Linked DNA regions of Arabidopsis thaliana: region 1 is linked to region 2. Evidence: chromatin contacts called from public capture Hi-C data. All regions are on one chromosome and are shown on one strand. The core of a region is the stretch at or near the end of the contact, and the rest is flanking DNA. Distances in the headings are between cores, read along the strand shown. Region 1 holds the start of FAP2 (Chalcone-flavanone isomerase family protein). Region 2 holds the start of emb1345 (Transducin/WD40 repeat-like superfamily protein).

Region 1 (5,046 bases), core at 174-2,673, 99 kb after region 2:
TGATCCGTTACCAAAGATGAATTCACAAATGGTATATGAGATAAAGCTTCGTTTATGCAGCCCTGTGGGAGAGAATAAAAAAAGTGGTGAAGTGTACCGATTGTTTGACGTGGGTGGACAGAGAAATGAGAGGAGGAAATGGATTCATCTGTTTGAAGGTGTAACAGCTGTGATATTTTGTGCTGCCATCAGCGAGTAAGCTCACTTCATTATAAATTATAAGATATCCTCGTACTGTCCACATATTGCCAAAACATTAACTGAGTTTTGATCATAGGTACGACCAAACGCTCTTTGAGGACGAGCAGAAAAACAGGATGATGGAGACCAAGGAATTATTCGACTGGGTCCTGAAACAACCCTGTTTTGAGGTTTTTAGTTACATTTTTATCTCATCTTTTAAAAATTTAAAGACACTCTTGAGATGGGTTTGGTTACAAAAACTTGGTTCTCTTTACGCAGAAAACATCCTTCATGCTGTTCTTGAACAAGTTCGACATATTTGAGAAGAAAGTTCTTGACGTAAGAAGAACTAAAGCATATTTATTTGTTTTGATAGGCAAGCAAGTCTTTTTGTTCAATAACGCTTTCTTATTCAATGTGCATAGGTTCCGTTGAACGTTTGCGAGTGGTTCAGAGATTACCAACCAGTTTCAAGTGGGAAACAAGAGATTGAGCATGCATACGAGTAAGCTTGTCTCCAAACTTTACTGATTCCCGCCAAACTGTTACCGTTATATGACCTTATTTTTAATTTGGATTCAGGTTTGTGAAGAAGAAGTTTGAGGAGTTATATTACCAGAACACGGCGCCGGATAGAGTGGACAGGGTATTCAAAATCTACAGGACGACGGCTTTGGACCAGAAGCTTGTAAAGAAAACGTTCAAGCTCGTAGATGAGACACTAAGAAGGAGAAATTTACTGGAGGCTGGCCTTTTATGACCTTATTATTACATATCTCTAGTAAATTACCTCTCCTTATTATTATAAGAAAAACTCGAAAACTGAATGACCGTGTAATTTATCTTTCGGGACAAAAGACTTAGCGATTCAAAATCTAATGTGTCTCGATGGCTACGACTAGTTTCTATTTTATCATTGTTTTTGTTAACATTCCTCTGTCTTTGACTTCTTATTTTTTTTTCTCATCAAAAACATCTCATTTTGATCTTGTTTTTGGGGTTATATTATTATTAAAATGAGGCATCCACATCCCGAAATCTAGAAAGTGAAACACAACACAAAACGTAACTTTATCAGTACTAAAAAGTTTTGGAATGTTCCTAACATGAAAAAGTTCTTACATTAAAAAAAAGTATGGGGGTGAAACTGAACAAATACAAAATATGATGTAAAAACTGAAATAAAAGTAAAACACATGGGGTCTACCGTGATTTCAGAACATTCGAAAAAGCGACTTTAAAAATAATTGCACCGAAGAAAGAAGAACCCTGAAAGCAAAAAACTCTTCGCCGTTGTTGTTTCTTACGTCAAAGAATATTCCTTCTTCTCTTTCGTTAATAGATCCCAAAAAAAAAAAAAAGCTTCATTGATTCTTCTTCCTCTGTTTTTGATTCCGTTTTCGAGCAATCCTCTGAAACATGTATGTTGTTGTTCTCTCTTTCTTCCAATGGTGTTCTGATTTTGCTTTTTCTGTTATACGATAATGATAACAATCGCTTCTTAGTTTGATTAATACGAAACTCTCAAAGATCACGAAATTGGTTTTGTTAGGGAACCATTTAGATCAAGGCTTGTTTGTGATTGTTGTTGTTGATTCAGCTTTGATTTGATTCGTTAGCCATTGATTTTGATTTGAGAATTTGTCTTTGTTTGATTTTTCTTGCAGAATCTTTGGTACAATTGGAGTTATATTCAAAAGCTTATAAATGTCAAATATGGATCCTAATTCAGTTTTACCTAAGAGAAGTTTCTTACAACATGAGTTGTTTTCACAATTACATATACCTGGAAGCTTAGCTTTCGAAGCATTTAGTTGTATCTCTAAGTTTACAGGAGCTTTGCTTTGTTGGTTTTCACATGGAAACTTGCAAAAAGAAGTATCTAAACATCAATGGGGATTAACTTGTAAGAGCCGTGATTCTTTAAAACATGTGTTTGAACATAGGAACGTCTCTGTGTTCCCATTTCACTATGTATCAAAAGATATTAGTCCTGGCTTCTTTGGAAACATATCTAAATCCACTATTCAGCATTTTGTTAATGAAGCTGAGAGGCTACATTCGTGTTCTTTGCTCTCTTTGGCGGCTGCGATGATACCGTCTTTGAATGTCATGTAAGTTTAGTAATATTGTTTAGTGCTAAAACTCTCTTTGGGGAAGTTTCTGATTGTAGATTTTATTAGGTCTGCAAATGGACTTGCTCTGCCACTAGGGAGTAATGATGTTAAACTTAGGGAGAACATTGAACATAGGACTTGTCCGGAGAACACTGAACATAGGACTTGTCAGGTGGGATGTGAAGAATATAGTGGTTTGAGTTTTCAAAAATTAGACTGGACAAGACAATCAGTGGAGCCTAGGACGGGGATCGAGTTCCCGATGTTGTTGAAGGAGAATGCTTCGCGATCGAATTCTGAGGTTCTTATAGCTTTTTCTTCCTCAGTTTGTTATTCTTTGTCATTACAACTTATGTTAGAGTCACCAAAGAAGAGATTTGATTTAAATTTCGAAAAGTTAATACGTTTTGAATTCATCATAATTTAAGGTGCTTGTTGCAACGGGATCTCGGACAATGAAAATTATCAGAATTAAATCTCTAAAAGTATATGCATTTGGTTTTTGTAAGTGCATTCTAGCTTTGTATCTTTCTATATATATGGAACAATTTGTCATCTTTTGCTTCTAACTTGAACTTCTCTGGATTAGATGTTCACCCTTCCTCGGTCTGTCAGAAGCTTGGCCGAAAGTATGCCTCGGTTCCAGCAAGCAAACTTGACAAATGCGATGACTTATACAAAGACCTTCTTAGGTATTATAGCAATCTTTTTCATATTATTAGAATTGTGCACTTTTATTTGTTTGAAGTCCACTCTAATCTGATTTAGTTGGTGTAGCTTTGATTGGACATTTCGTCTGAAAGTCTTTTATTTGAGTTTTTTTCAGGGAGGATATTGTTATGAGTGTGAGGCTTGTGGTTAACTACAATGGCTTGAAGATCAATACTGTGAGAGAGTAAGTGGAAGTTGCTACATATTGAACATCTTGTATTGTTTTGAACTATGTTCATGAATCGTGAAGGTGTTATGGTCCTTAATTGATTCTCACTTTTAGTTTCTTTTATTTTAATCTATTTACTTGCCATTTGATGATTTGAGGCGCATTACACTGATAGATGGCAAATTAATCCCTTCCCTTGTTTGTCTATGTTTTCAGTGTTTTCGAGAAATCTCTGCGTGCTCGCTTGGTTAAGGTAAATGATACACCGAGTGTAGTTTGTACTCTGATAAGCACTGTGGATTACGCTTTGCTACATCATACGCTTCTCCATTTTTATTGCAGGCAAATCCAAAAACTGATTTCAATTGTTTGAATGATTTTGGTTCATTCTTTAGACAAGACATTCCAATACCCGCGGTACATAATGGCTAATGCTTACACTCACACTTTACATATAAACATACATAAAAGGAGTATGACTCATTTTAGTGGCTCATTTGCAGGGAACAATAATAGACTTTCGGCGAACAGAAGATGGACAGCTAATCACAGAGAGTGAGTAATAATTATGAAGCTTCCTTCTCTATGCAATTTATTGTATACCTGACCTGAACATGGCCAACGTTTGCAGTTGGTGGTAACCTGATTGGAGCTGTCCGAAGCAAGGATCTTTGCAGTTAGTTCTTCATTCTAATTATTTGTTTTCTCGTTTTTGTTTGCGTACTAAAAGTCCAAGGGCTCTGAGATTTGTGTACATTGCAGGAGCATTTTTTGGTATGTACATTGGAGATGTTCCGGTGTCAGAGCAGACAAAGGAGGAGATTGGTAGAAAAGTGGTGGGAATCATAAAGAGATGCTGAAATCAATTACTTGTTAGATTTCCAATTGCCTCTGAGTTTTAGAAGAAGGCAATTGGGTTAGATTTACGCGGTCATGTCTAGATATTGTCAATCAAAATACTTTGTAAGCAGCTTGGAGGAAGTTATGTCTTAAGTTGTATTAGATAGTCTTGATTTTTATGTTCTAGTTCGTTATGATTGTCCAATATGCAAATTGTGAAACTGGTTGACAAGAAATGAGATCCAACATTTAATATTAAAAAATATAAAACAAAATTTCAAATTCAATTAATGATTACATATGAAACGTTTGAAGAAAATAGAACATGATTTCCTATGATCTTCAGTCGGCTAAGTACAAATAAACTCTCCATCTCTAAATGAAATAAGAGTTTTGTTGCTCTTCTTGGATCTTAATCTGAAACAAGATATTAAAATTTTGTAAAATTTCAATAACATTTGAATTTTTAGAATAAATCTTATTTAATTTATTATATGTTAATATGCAATCACCTTTATGGTTTTTTTGATATGGTTGAGAGAATTGACTAAATATTCTTCCATGATATTAAGTCCTTGCAAATCTGTAACTTTATTCGGGCTTTCCCAGTTCCTTTAAAATTAGTAAATACTTGTGTTAGTAAACAAATATTGGTTAAAATTTATAAGAATATTTTATTGAATCTTCATTAGTATTTTTTTTTGTTACCTCAAAATTACCATCTTCTCAGCATACAATTCCTTGAGTTCTCTCAGTTTGGTGACCTTATTATCATCCTAAATTTTCAATAATTATGATATTAAATAAACAATTACTAAAAGGAAACAATATCTTCGTCACAAATTTTTTTAATAAATATTTTTGTACCTGAATCACTTCATCACTGCAAGAAATATAGCAAAATTAGATCTAGTATGTTGAATAATCTATATTCATGTGTTTGAGTATAAACAATATCATACCTTTCAGATAAATATTGATTTTTAGACGAAAATTGATCCATTTCAGACAAAAATTGATCATTTT
Region 2 (5,000 bases), core at 1,796-4,295:
GTATCGCACATGTAAGGATGACATCCACTAGAAGAAGAAGAGCATGTCAAAAGAACAGCATTGTGAGGTGGTTCCATGCAGATTACACACCGCACATCCTCCCAACCTGTCTCAATAGGCGACTCTGACGCCTTGTGTTTGTCGGTCCTCGAAGACCGAAGCGGGTATGGCGATACTCTGACTTTGTTGCTTGACTCACACATTTTAGATTTTCTTTAGGCTTCTCTCAAGCTAAATTATTTCAACATTAACCAAAAAACAACATTCATCAAGAAATTATGCAATAAACAAATTCATAAGAAAACCAAATAGAAAATAGTTGGATACTTGGATGATTAGAAAATCAAAATTGAACTATACGTATCAAAACGTTTGTTTATTTGTCAATCCTCTTATTAATGAGCTTAGACTCAAATTCCAGACCAACGACGAGTACATAAAGTAAGTAATTGATGGCAAAGATTTCTGAACAGGCCTACTCTCTATACGATAAACATGACGGCCCAATCATCGCCAAGGCCTAAACCTCTCAAACCTTAGAATGAACGAAAATAAATCAAATTTTTTATTTAATATATGAGAACAAAAGGGTATTCAACAAAATTGCAAGAATTTGGGTCCGTTACAAAACTATATTGGTTCATGTAACTGTAGTACTGTATTGGTCACCCGTTAACAATATTATCCCCCAAATTTCAACAGATCAGTGAGATATCAATATGAGAAATCAGAAGAAGAAAAAAAAACACACAACCATAATTAAGATTAACGAAATGGAGAAATATATATACCTTGGCTGAAGACGTTTAGAGGAAAATGAAAACGATGGAGTTTGGTATCAAACAGTGAAGATTGAAATTTTGATTCTGAATGCACGTTTATGTGATTTCTATGGCTTTTTATAAGCTACTACTCTTAGAATATGTCTAATCTCATTTGACCAAAATATCCCTCTCTTTTGTATTCAACGTTTTTCACTTTTCTTAGTAAAGAAAACATCATTGTCTTTCTTAAAAAAATTAGATCATTTTCCTTAGTGCTGCAAGTCAAATTTAACAAGGAAATATAATTCAATAACATTCAAAAAGTAAGGAAATCACAATTTTCTTGTGACTTAACTTTTTAAAGTTTAAAGTAAAAAATCTAATAATAATATTTATCAAGAATAAAAAATCTAAAAATAATAAGAAAACATTTAACATAAACTAGACATATACTTTAGATCTAAAGAAAATATACAAATATCACTTTTGATTACATTTACATGTATTAAGGAAATAGAACCATTAATTTTGCTCTTAACTATTATTTTTAAATATTCACATATAGATTTTGTTTTTCCTTAATTCAGATAATACAGCGCGGACAACAGTCAAAAGTATTAGTAAATAACTTACTAATGACACATAACTTTTGTTTAACTTAAATTTTTAAAATATGATGATATCACTAGTCAAAATTGAGATAATTTACTACTAAATACGCAAAAGAAATTACTTAATTTATAGGGATTTAGTACCTAGTAAGTCATTACTAGTCAAAATAAAGATAATAAATTACTGAAAATCTTTGTTCTAAAACATGGCCATGGAGACCGAGGTCTCTAGACGTCGGAAAGCATGAGATGGTTTGAAGCCGCCGCGATGTAACATAACTTATTATTTTTTGTTTGTTACATGTTAGAAACTCACTTTTCTATATGGATCAACAATATTTGAGTGCAAAAAATCAAAGAATATGAAAATAAATATTACAAAAAATTCGTAGCGACCATAAATTAGGTTTGGAGGATTAGTATTCATAAGAAGAAGATGGATACTAAATGACCAATATACCATTCTTCGAAGATAAATTGAAAAAATTTCAAACTGTTGATTGTTGAATTTGAGATTCGAACCTGTCACCTCTGACATGATATATTAAACAAACCACTACAGCAAACAAAAGTATCTTGAATCTACAGTAAAACCTCTATAAATTAATACACGATAAATTAATAACCTCTACAAATTAATAAATTCTTCCGGTCCCGAGTTGGGATCAGTGTAAAAATTGATACAAATCGATAAATTAATAAGATAATATTTTTTTTGAAAATCCTATGTAAATATATGGTCCCATCAATATTATAAATTAATAATTGTATAAATTATGAATATATATATATATATATATATTTATATTTATGAATATATCATGTAAAACTTAGTAAAATATGACTTTAGTATTGTTTTTCTTTAATTTATATTAATTCTTTGTAAAATTTAATTCTAATAATTTTACTACGTATAAAAAAGTTTTTTTTCTTAAATCTAATAATGGTTTTCTACTTGTAATTGATTTTTAGAAAAATTATTGATTGTATAGAGAAACTACCTTTTAGATCAAATTTTTGTAAAAAATTACAAAATTTGTAAAATATCTCCATAAATTAATAATTATTAATTTATCGATAAATTAATATTTTCTCTAAATTAATAAATTTTCTTGGTCTCGACATTATTAATTTATAGAGGTTTTACTGTATATATTATTATATTTCTAACCTAATCCCAGATTGATGTTTAGCGGTATTTAAAATCAGGCTAAAAACACATATTTTTTACTAGAATATAAAATAGATAATATTGTGCTGATGCTAATCAAAATTAAAAGGTAACAAATTATTAAAGACATATATTTAACTTAATTTAAATGTACATCTGCGGTGCTAGCACTAGTTTATATAATAAGAACAAAAAACCTAATGATTTAATTTGAAAAATAAATTTAAGAATATGACCTTCGAGTTCTAAGAAAATTAGCTTGTTAATATTTTTTTTATTAGAAATGAAAATTTATCTTAGAATAAAAATCTCCTCAATATCTATTTTCAACCTCTTTCAAAGATTTGAAAATATTTTTTTTTTAATATTAGTAAATAAAACTAATTAAATAAAATTAGAAATCAAATTGATTTTACTTAAAAACACTTTAAAGTTTAAACCTCTAATCTAGCTTTTATTTTTGTACCGCCATTAAAAAATAACGAACCCAAACCGAACTCAAACCCAGACCCAAACCCATGCCCATACACAAATCACGAATGCCTAGGCTTACTTGTGACCGAAACCGAATTGAATCATATATAGTTTCAGGTCACCTGTTGCACAATCTCTGCTCAGCCCTAAAAGCTTACTCCTTTCAACTTTCTGGAGGCCTTCTCGTAGCCTAGCGTCATAGATGGATTTGATGGAGAAGAACTTGGAGTTAGTGGAGATTCAGAAACTAGAAGGCCACACCGATCGTGTTTGGAGCGTAGCTTGGAACCCCGTTTCTTCTCACGCCGACGGTGTTTCACCGATTCTTGCTTCTTGCAGTGGCGATAACACTGTTCGAATCTGGGAACAAAGCTCTCTCTCTCGCTCCTGGACTTGCAAGGTCTCTATCTCATTTCTCTTTCTCGCAAGAAAGTTCTAGCCTTTTTTGGACCTAGCAAGTTCAATTCACAAAAATCTATTGATTCTCTAGATCAGTCTTACATTACAATTTGTGGGTTTTGTTTCGATTCACTAAAGAGATTAACTTGACCTTAAACATGGAATCGACTGGTGATTTGGATATGGTGTAGGACTGTTGTGTTAGTTCTTGTGCTATTTCTCTAGAAAGATTTATTGATTGTATATTGTGAATCTTCAGACAGTTTTGGAAGAGACGCATACAAGAACTGTGAGGTCGTGCGCTTGGTCACCCTCAGGACAGTTATTGGCCACTGCAAGTTTTGATGGTACCACTGGCATTTGGAAGAATTACGGTTCTGAGTTTGAGTGTATTTCCACTTTGGAGGTACTTTCTAGCCCAATCCTTGAACCATCCACAAATTGTCAAATTCTTATCCAGAATTAGTTCTTTGAACCTGAAAGCATAACTTTTCACAGCTCCTGTTTGCTCTTTTGACTTTGTTCTTTCTTGATCTTTAATGCTAAGCTCAAACTCTCATGGAGTTTTTCAGTGTTCACTTCATAGTTCATATTTAATTATGCTCAAAGCTTTTGGTGGTTTTCTTGTACTGTCTTTATGCTTTGTATCGCACGTTTTTGGCTAGTAGAATCTTATTAAAAAAAATGTGTGTAGGGACATGAAAACGAAGTCAAAAGTGTATCATGGAATGCATCTGGTTCATGCCTTGCAACATGTAGTAGAGATAAGTCTGTTTGGATTTGGGAAGTGCTTGAAGGGAATGAATATGACTGTGCTGCGGTATTAACTGGGCATACACAAGATGTGAAGATGGTTCAGTGGCATCCCACCATGGATGTTTTATTTTCTTGCAGTTATGATAACACCATCAAGGTAATGCGAATACTCTAATTAGGTTTTAGTAATGCAGAACTTGAAATTTATTACACAAAAAAAAAAAAATTATATAATTGAATAACGCTAGTGGCGTGCTACTCACAGGTTTGGTGGTCTGAAGATGATGATGGTGAGTATCAATGTGTCCAAACCTTAGGTGAATCTAACAAGTATATCTTCTACTTTTTCTTATATGCTTTCGATTTTTTTCTTATTAGGCTCTTACTTTTGAAGTAGTAGATTAATATATGCCTTTCTTCTTCAAACAGCGGTCACTCTTCAACGGTATGGTCCATCTCATTTAACGCTGCAGGGGACAAGATGGTCACTTGTAGGTTAGTGAATCTTCTCTCCTTGTCTCCCATAGGCATTCTAGAAGCAATGTAATCTGTCTCTTGGGATATTGTTCTTACAGTAGCAAGCTTGCCTGAATGTGTATTTGCAGTGATGATCTAACCTTGAAGATATGGGGGACAGATATTGCCAAGATGCAGTCTGGTGAAGAATATGCACCTTGGTGAGAAAATAGTGGGTTATTACATGTAATCGAATTTATTTGTTTCTTACGTTTAGAGCTGGACGTAGTATGTAGCCTACAAGATTATTTGACTTCTTCAAGAATTTTTCTCCGTCCAATTTTGACTAATGTAATCCTTACTTGCTCG

Evidence for each region. Capture Hi-C pulls out chosen DNA fragments and counts their contacts.
Region 1: a capture Hi-C map of seedling shows a contact between it and region 2, with 2.0 times the contacts expected there. The contact joins the promoter of FAP2 here to the promoter of emb1345 in region 2.

Annotation. Positions count from the first base shown.
Region 1 is chr2:11,199,880-11,204,925 of TAIR10.1, forward strand. It overlaps FAP2 (Chalcone-flavanone isomerase family protein), which reads left to right and starts at 1,424. Exons shown (of 11, transcript NM_128188.5): 1 at 1,424-1,604; 2 at 1,851-2,297; 3 at 2,367-2,601; 4 at 2,729-2,804; 5 at 2,890-2,992; 6 at 3,127-3,195; 7 at 3,397-3,433; 8 at 3,523-3,597; 9 at 3,684-3,735; 10 at 3,812-3,856; 11 at 3,943-4,291. The coding sequence starts at 1,891. The coding sequence ends at 4,040. GP ALPHA 1 (G protein alpha subunit 1) reads left to right here. Exons shown (of 14, transcript NM_128187.3): 10 at 61-195; 11 at 278-371; 12 at 463-522; 13 at 609-688; 14 at 766-1,223. The coding sequence ends at 943.
Region 2 is chr2:11,099,178-11,104,177 of TAIR10.1, forward strand. emb1345 (Transducin/WD40 repeat-like superfamily protein) reads left to right here and starts at 3,046. Exons shown (of 10, transcript NM_128165.4): 1 at 3,046-3,420; 2 at 3,679-3,825; 3 at 4,114-4,332; 4 at 4,441-4,505; 5 at 4,605-4,670; 6 at 4,781-4,852. The coding sequence starts at 3,223. AT2G26050 (hypothetical protein (DUF1644)) reads right to left here and starts at 203. Exons shown (of 2, transcript NM_128164.1): 1 at 91-203; 2 at 1-27. The coding sequence starts at 203.